Regions from separate parts of the Sus scrofa genome. Here region 1 is linked to region 2. A link is a contact called in public HiChIP or PLAC-seq data. All regions are on one chromosome and are shown on one strand. Each heading gives the region's core, a stretch centred on a gene start, on an enhancer-like site or on the middle of the called end of the contact. The rest is flanking DNA. Distances are from core to core; before and after follow the strand shown. Region 1 has its middle 26 kb from the start of ZNF648. Region 2 overlaps ZNF648 (a long non-coding RNA gene).

The links. HiChIP or PLAC-seq counts read pairs in DNA pulled down with a chosen protein or histone mark.
Region 1: a contact with region 2 is called in an H3K27ac HiChIP or PLAC-seq map of alveolar macrophages. The contact joins two enhancer-like sites. A contact is called at or near these places in 2 of 2 datasets of contacts at active chromatin or transcription factors (alveolar macrophages and skeletal muscle).

The regions. Positions count from the first base shown.
Region 1 is chr9:123,730,974-123,734,862 of Sscrofa11.1, forward strand. No RefSeq gene overlaps it. Among named protein-coding and RNA genes, the nearest start is that of ZNF648, 26 kb to the left of the region's middle. Within about 2 kb of position 1,263, at least 9 of the 83 cell types and tissues checked have an H3K27ac peak or open chromatin away from gene starts, as enhancers often do. A contact at or near this core is called in alveolar macrophages and skeletal muscle, where this site is marked.
Region 2 is chr9:123,600,679-123,604,244 of Sscrofa11.1, forward strand. The region is part of intron 7 of ZNF648 (a long non-coding RNA gene); the gene reads right to left. Among named protein-coding and RNA genes, the nearest start is that of ZNF648, 100 kb to the right of the region's middle. Within about 2 kb of position 1,538, at least 12 of the 83 cell types and tissues checked have an H3K27ac peak or open chromatin away from gene starts, as enhancers often do. A contact at or near this core is called in alveolar macrophages and skeletal muscle, where this site is marked.

The DNA of each region.
Region 1 (3,889 bases), core at 13-2,512, 130 kb after region 2:
CCATATGCCGCAGGTGCAGCCCTAAAAGCTCAAAAGACAAAAAAAAAAAAAAAGAAAAAGAAAAAAAAGGAATACAGAAATAATTCTGGGAGCTGCAAAAGCCATCTTTAGATCATGAGAAAAGCCACTTTCTAAGGGTGGTGGAGCAAAACCATCTGAGTTTGGGACCTTAATTACATCCTGATACTATGGCATAGCCTGGCAGCTACCTCTGACTTCTTATAAGAGGAAAATAAACCTTGTTTGAAGTTAAGCTCATAGTCAGGTTCCAAATGTGGACACATGTTGTCTAACAAACACACAAGGGTCTAAAGAGACTTGTTTGGGGGAAAAATAGAGATGCCGGAAAGGCCTTAGCCTAGCCCTGGCTTTGAAAACATAAAAGAATTGCTCCTTCATCCCAAGGTCCCCTGGGACCACCAGGCCTAGACCATCTGCCAGACACACCAGGCTGTCAGACAGACACACAGCCCCCAAAGACTCAGGGAGGAGTTCCCGTCGTGGCTCAGTGGTTAACGAACACAACTAGTATTTATGAGGACTCAGGTTCCATCCCTGGCCTCCATCATGGGTTAAGGATCCAGCGTTGCCATGAGCTGCAATGTAGGTTGCAGACGCTGCTGGGATCTGGTGTGGCTGTGGTTGTGGCGCAGGCCGGCAGCTACAGCTCCCGTGAGACCCCTAGCCTGGGAAACTCCATATGCCACAGGTGTGGCCCTAAAAAGACAAAAAATAAAAACCTCAGGGAAACATGGAATGGAGGGGTGGGGGGTGCACAGGGCTTCACATCCCCCTAAACAAAAACACAGCAGAGGGACAGGCTGCTGAAGAGCTGAGTATCCGCACATTGACCCCAGTGTTCAGGGCCAGAGAGCCACTCCACATATAGCAGCAGCAAGTGTGGCGAGGGAAGGGCAGGGGCTTTGGCAGCTGCGTGTTTTGAACCTGCCTGGGCAGCTCCCTGAACATTTGTTTCTAAAGCAGGCAAGGCAAGGGGACATTTCAGGGAGGAAAATGGAGCTGAGGAGAAGGGAAGAGAAGAATGTCACACACCCTCGAAACGGATTCTATCCCCCTAGGCAATCTAGGTCATTGCAGATGGGCCAAGTCTCCCCTGATGGGATTCCCTGAGCCTAACCACACCCTAGACTGGGACTGGGCCAAGGGTCAGCTAGACCAGAGCTAGGCTAGACTAGAGGCTGTTTGAAAGTCAAAGGAGACCAGAGTGTCAGTCAGCGACAGGAAAGGGAAGGAGCCTTTTGAGAAGGAGTCAACGGGGTGGAGCTACTCAGAGAGGCTGGGAGGATGGGGCTGTGGCCAGGAGGCCAGGCAGCATAGGAGCTGGGTTTGGCCATCTTTACCAAGAGATGGCAGGCAGGGAAGAAAGGGACAAATGTGGTAGTGGCTTTAACAACGCAGTGACGTAGAGGAAAGGAGGGAAGTTCGGGCAAGAGAGGGAGCCAGCAGGACTGAAAGGGCACAGAGTGGGACTTCAGACTGGCAGGCAGCAGCCAGGCCCTTCTCCCTCTGCCACCTCAGCTCCTAGGATGCCTACTCTCCCTTTTTTTTGCTGTTAGGGTCCTTTCATCTTTTTTGCTTTGAAGATCTCCAAGAGAACTTGAACTTCAGCTAGACAATCTTAAACATCAAATATTTTTAACATCCAAAGACATGAGGCACAACAGTCAATTCCAAGTGACAAGGCTATTGTGACCATTTAAATCACGCTGCAGAGAGCCAGCCCTCAACAGAAACCTAAGAATGTTTCCCAATGAAGCCTAAAACTTGAAAGTGAGCAAGGAATTGGAACCACCTGATCCAACCCCTTTACTTTATAAATGAGAATCTGAAGGTCAGAGAAGGAGGGGAATGGCCCAAGTGGTACAGCTAGTCAGGGTATTATAAAAGGAAACATAGAAACATATACCAGGAACTTTCCACCTGACAGCCCTTGATTCCTTTAATTTTTGCTTATTTGTTTTGTTTTGTTGGGCCACACTTGCTGCATGCAACCCTTGCCACAACAGCAGCCACCCAAGCCACTACAGTGACAATGCTAGATCCTTAACCCACTGCGCCACAAAAGAAGTCCTAATTCATTTAATTTTTACGTCAGCCCTATCAAGTAGATATTCTGACAGGTAAAGTAATTCATCTGAGGTCACACAGAGACTGTTAGGGGGAGAGCTGGGGTTTGAACTCACATACTCTAGCTTCAGAAAGTCTGTGCCCTTAACCATTTTTATTCTCTTGCTTCTCTCAGTAGCTTTTTCTCCACTCTTTCCAAGCTACCTCCACTGTCCCCTATCCCTCTGCCTCTTTGCACCGCATCCCCCCAACCTGCCACCTCTTTTCAATGTCAGTGGGGGTCCTCACCCTTGCTCCTGTGCTCTGATAGAGGCAGGAGAGAAGGATGGACTTTTTGCAGTATGAAGAGAATGGCAGAGGAAGCATGAAAGGGTGATGGCTGCCCTGGAGGCCATGGAAAGGGCTGAGGCAGAAGCCTAGGAGGATCAGGCCTTACAGCTTCTGCTGAGCTCCTGGGGTGAACTGGCCTCCTCTCCCCATCTCTTGTTTGGAGCCGGAAGTTGTCAGGTGGTGTTCATGGAGACTTGGTGAGGTGGGAACCTTGATAAGCCGTGGGAAATGGTACGAAAAATTTGATCATATGCGTTTTTTCACATCATGCCTCCTCTGATACAAAAGCTGACGCAGAAGGAACCAGACTCTTGGTGTTGCCCTCTCCCACATCTCCTGGGATCCCAGGAAAGACACCATGGTAGAGGCAAGATTACTGGGGCTGAGTTAGGAAATTAGGGTTCAAATTCTAGCCCTGCCACTTCACTAACTTGTTTGGCCTTAAGCGCATCATCACATCATTTCTTGGCACCTCAGCTTATTCATCTGTGAAGTGAGCAAGAGCGCCCAGCTCAAGCTTGGCAGGCAGGTGGCCTGCATAGACTCTTGGTCACAACTGAATCTGGGGAGACAGGCAGCCCCAGCTTTCAGGAGAAAACCTGAGCAAGACTCCTAGCTCGAGGGTCATGGTGGCAGCATCTAATTGAAGGAGAGCCCCATGCTGTTTGATTTGAAGCTATATTTGCATAGACAGCACACTGGTTTGGTTTGGTTTGGTTTGGTTTGATACTAAAAAATTCTATCTGGAGCTCCTGTTGGGGTACAGCAAAAATGAATCTGACTAGCATCCACAAGGATGCCAGTTCGATCCCTGGCCTCACTCAGTGGGTTAAGGACCCGGTGTTGCAATGAGCTGTGGTGTAGGTTGCAGACACAGCTTGGATCCCACGTTGCTAGAGCTGTGGCGTAGGTTGGGAGCTGAAGCTCCAATTTGACCTCTATCCTAGGAACTTCCACATGCTACTGGTGTGGCCCTGAAAAAGAAAGAAAAAAAAAATTCTATCTCATCATAACATAAACATAATAGGGAGCTATTAATAAATTAATTTTAAACATTTTCATTATAAAGTAATACATTCTCATTTCTAAACATTTCAAAATGTAAGAGGGAGTTCCCATTATGGCTCAGCAGGTTAAGAACCCAAATGGACCCATGAGGATGCAGGTTCGATCCCTGGCCACGCTCAGTGGGTTAAGGATCTGGCATTGCTGCAAGCCATGGAGTAGATCGCAGACGCAACTCAGATACCAAGTTGCTGTGGATGTCGTGTAGGCCTGCAACTGCAGCTCCAATTTTATCCTCCCTAGCCCAGGAACTTCTATATGTCACAAGTGTGGTGGTAAAAAAAAAAAAAACAAAAACAAAAACAAAAATAAAATGTTGGAAAATCAACCATAACTCTACCATTAAATTTTACTATTTTATTACATTTTATTTTATTTTATTCTTGTCTTTTTAGGGCCACACCCG
Region 2 (3,566 bases), core at 288-2,787:
TTCTAAATTCTCTATTTTTAACCCATGGTCCTTACCACCGAGTCCCACAGCTCATCTCTCGGATTTCTCCATGTATATAGTATTCTTTGTTTCCACCTAGATGGCAGTTTCCCTCTTTGTCCTTCCCCTTCTTCCCTGGCACATGGCATTGGACTCGAACTGCTTGTCGACGGAGCCCACGAAGTCCCTACTTAGTGTATGTTCCTTCGGAAGGAGAACAAGCTAAAGACGGTGTCTCCACATCTCCTCTGAAGACAAAGTTCAGCCAGAAGGGAGAAGCATGAATTTCTGATGAGGGATCTGACAACGTGAAAGAGTCTTTGCTGAATTTTCCAGATGTTGCCTATAATTCCCCAAGTGTGTTGGGTAGACACTTAGCTGCCTGAAACAGATAACACTCACTCACTCGGGCTTAAACAATATGAATGCATTGCTTCAGATAACTAAAAGTCTAGAAATGGTTTGGGTTCCAGGAGAGATACGGTTCAATGCTGCTCAGTAACCTCATTAAGCACAGGGGTTATTCCAGCCCTTCCATTCTGCTGTCCTTTGTGGAAAGGTTGGTTATTCTCAATATAAAAGACGGCTGCCCCTGGATATCAGGCTGCTGCTCCTTGTTCACACCCAGCAGGAGAGAAATGAGTGAACGTAGCGTCTCCCCAAAACCTTCTCCTTTAGTCTGATTGGGTCAGAGTAAGTCATGTGTTCACCAATGATTCAATAACAGCTTCCAGAAGAACGCTATATTCTGAACGATGTCAATCAAGGCTTCTTAATAGCAGCATTAGTGATATTCTGGATGAATTGATCCTTGTTTCCAGGCCATTCAATATATTGTAGGATACTTAGCAGCGTCCTTTGGCTTTATAATTACCTATCATCACAGGTCATGTGAATTAAAGATGTTTCCAGACATTGCTGAATGGCAGGAGAGGGGAATTGCCCCTGGTGGAAAAGTTCTGGTGTAGACCAATCAAGTTACTCATCAGCTCATCTGTTTTCTCATCTGTAAAATGGGAATCATGATGGTAGCACTCTCATCTGATCATTATGAGAATTAAATGAGTTACTTTATGTAACAATACAGAGTAGAGTAGGCACTATGTAAGTGTTAGCTGTAACTTTTATCCGCTACTTCTAGTGACTGGAATGGAGGAGGCACTCAATAACTGTTTTCTGAATGAGTGAATTCAGTGAAAACGTCATTTGTATCCAGGTAATACTGAAGCAGTTCAGAAACATGGTATTCTGTAATACCAGTCCTGCTGAAAATATCTATCTGAGACTGGGATTACACTCTGTGGAGCATTTAATTTCTTCAACTGAGAAGTAACCCTGTGTTTCCACTGGAATGGAATGGAATGCCTTATTATACATACAAAGGTAAAACCTGGTGCCCTTCAGAATTTATATGGTCGTTAAGAATGAGAAGGGTGAGCTAGTAGGAATCGGTATTCTTAGACGGACCTGCTGATTCATTCATTTAACATTGGAGTGAGTCTTCTCTGTGCTACGTCCTGGAAAGCAGTGCTGAGAGCATTTCCTTAGCTGAATGCTGAAGAGTTGGAAAGCAGTGCTGAGAGTAGTATCTTGATGACCTAAGTCTAAAAGTGCATTTTTTTCACTTTGTTACTGCTGATAATAATGTTCATATGTGAACAGTGCCCCCGTACGGGTTTCAAAAGGACTTTCACGTGCCTCTCTGAAATTATGAGTGGGAGTGAATCCATTTCACAAAGCTATTTTATCTCTAGAAGCTGAACTTAAGGAGTCCTGAAGGAAAACTCAAACAGGCCACACAAATTGGCCAGCGTTCAAGGCCTGGAAATCACTAAGGCTGAGGCAGCCAGCTGGTGATCATAAAGCTTTTCATGTGAGGACGGTGGTGATACAAATGCTTCTTCAGGGACATTTCTTGGAAAATTAAAACACATGGTGTGTGGACACACCAAGGGTTAGGCCCCACTCTGTGACCTCATGTAACCCTCATCCCTGCATAAAGGTCATATCCAAATATTACTTTAAGTAATAAAGAGCTTCTAGTTAAAAGCACCGTGGGTGTAAGAGGAGAAGACCATACTGAAATGCTGCTAATATAGATCAGGGGAAAGATTTACAAAACCACATTACACCTAAGGAATCACTGACAAAGAGAATGGGGCAGGAGGCCGCACCAGGTAAGAAACAGGGAAGCTGGGAAGAAGAGGGGGTGTGTGTGTGTGTGTGTGTGTTGTGAGTGTGCATGAGATGTATGTGTGAGCCTGTGAAGCATATTGACGTGTGTGTGAGTATGTGAAGGGTATGTGCGTGTTGTGTGTTGTGTGCGTGTGTGCATGTGTGTGTAGGGAAGTTGCAGGAAGAAGAAGGTCTCTTCCTCCCAACAGGAAGTTGTCTTAGTCAGCTCGAGCTGCCATAACGAAACACCCCGGCCCGAGTGGCTTAAACCACAGACGTCTATTTCCTACAGCTCTGGAGACTGGGAAGTCCCAGATCGAGATGCGACCCAATCTTGTTCCTGGTTGGCTTAAGGAAAGCTACCTTGTCATCGTGATCTCACGTGGCCTGTCCTCTCAGAGGGCACTCGAGCGTCTCTTCCTCATCTTAGAAGGGCACTAGTCCTTTCAGATCAGGCCCCACCCTTGTGACCTCATTTAACCCTCACTATTGCAGAAAGGTCCTGACCCAAACACACTCACATGGGGAGGTGGGACTTCAACATACAAAGTTTAAGGGGAAATAGTTCCTTCTATAGCAGAAGTCAGTAGAGGATAGGAAAATGATAAAATCAAGAAGCAGCCTGTTATTTAGAAAAATGATGGCGAATGTAACAAGTAGCTAAGACTTAGGAGAGAGTGCGCTTGGGGCCAAAAAACAAACAAATAAAACAGCAACAAACACACACACACACACAAAACCCCAGGGTACAAAGGACCGAAGCAGGGGATGTGGGAATTTGCTAATAATTATTATTATCTGCCTTTAAATTTCAGTTCCTCCATGAAGGTTCATTTGACTGAAGTTTGACTGATTAAGGCTGGGAAGAAGAGGAATAGATGGGGTGCCTTGTCATTTATCATCCAAGCTGGGGCGCATGTGAGAATGAAAGAGAGCACTATTAATGACATGGGGACAAGAGGTGCAAATGGAACAACCCTGGATAATCTGGGACTTGTGATCAGCCTACATACAAGGTGTCAAAGCTTTGGCTTCATTTAAGATATGGGAAAGGGGAGTTCCCTTGTGGCAAAGTGGGTTAAGGATCCAGCAATGTCACAGCAGTGGCTCAGGTGGCTGCTATGGTGTGGGCTGGATCGCTGGCCTGGGGACTTCCACATGCTGTGAGTGTGGCCAAAAAAAAAAAGTGGGGAAGGCTTAGGGTTAGTTCAGTGTTTCGGGGCAGAAGGATGGCTCCCCTTCCAGCATTTGTGGAGTGGCGACAATCAGTTCATCTCAAGGGACATCCGCTCAACTGAGTGGCAGTACTCAGGGTAGTCCCTGACCCCTCTGCCAGACATCCCATGGCAGAACTCAGTGCCCCTCTGTGCTTGCTAAATATCTACTCTACA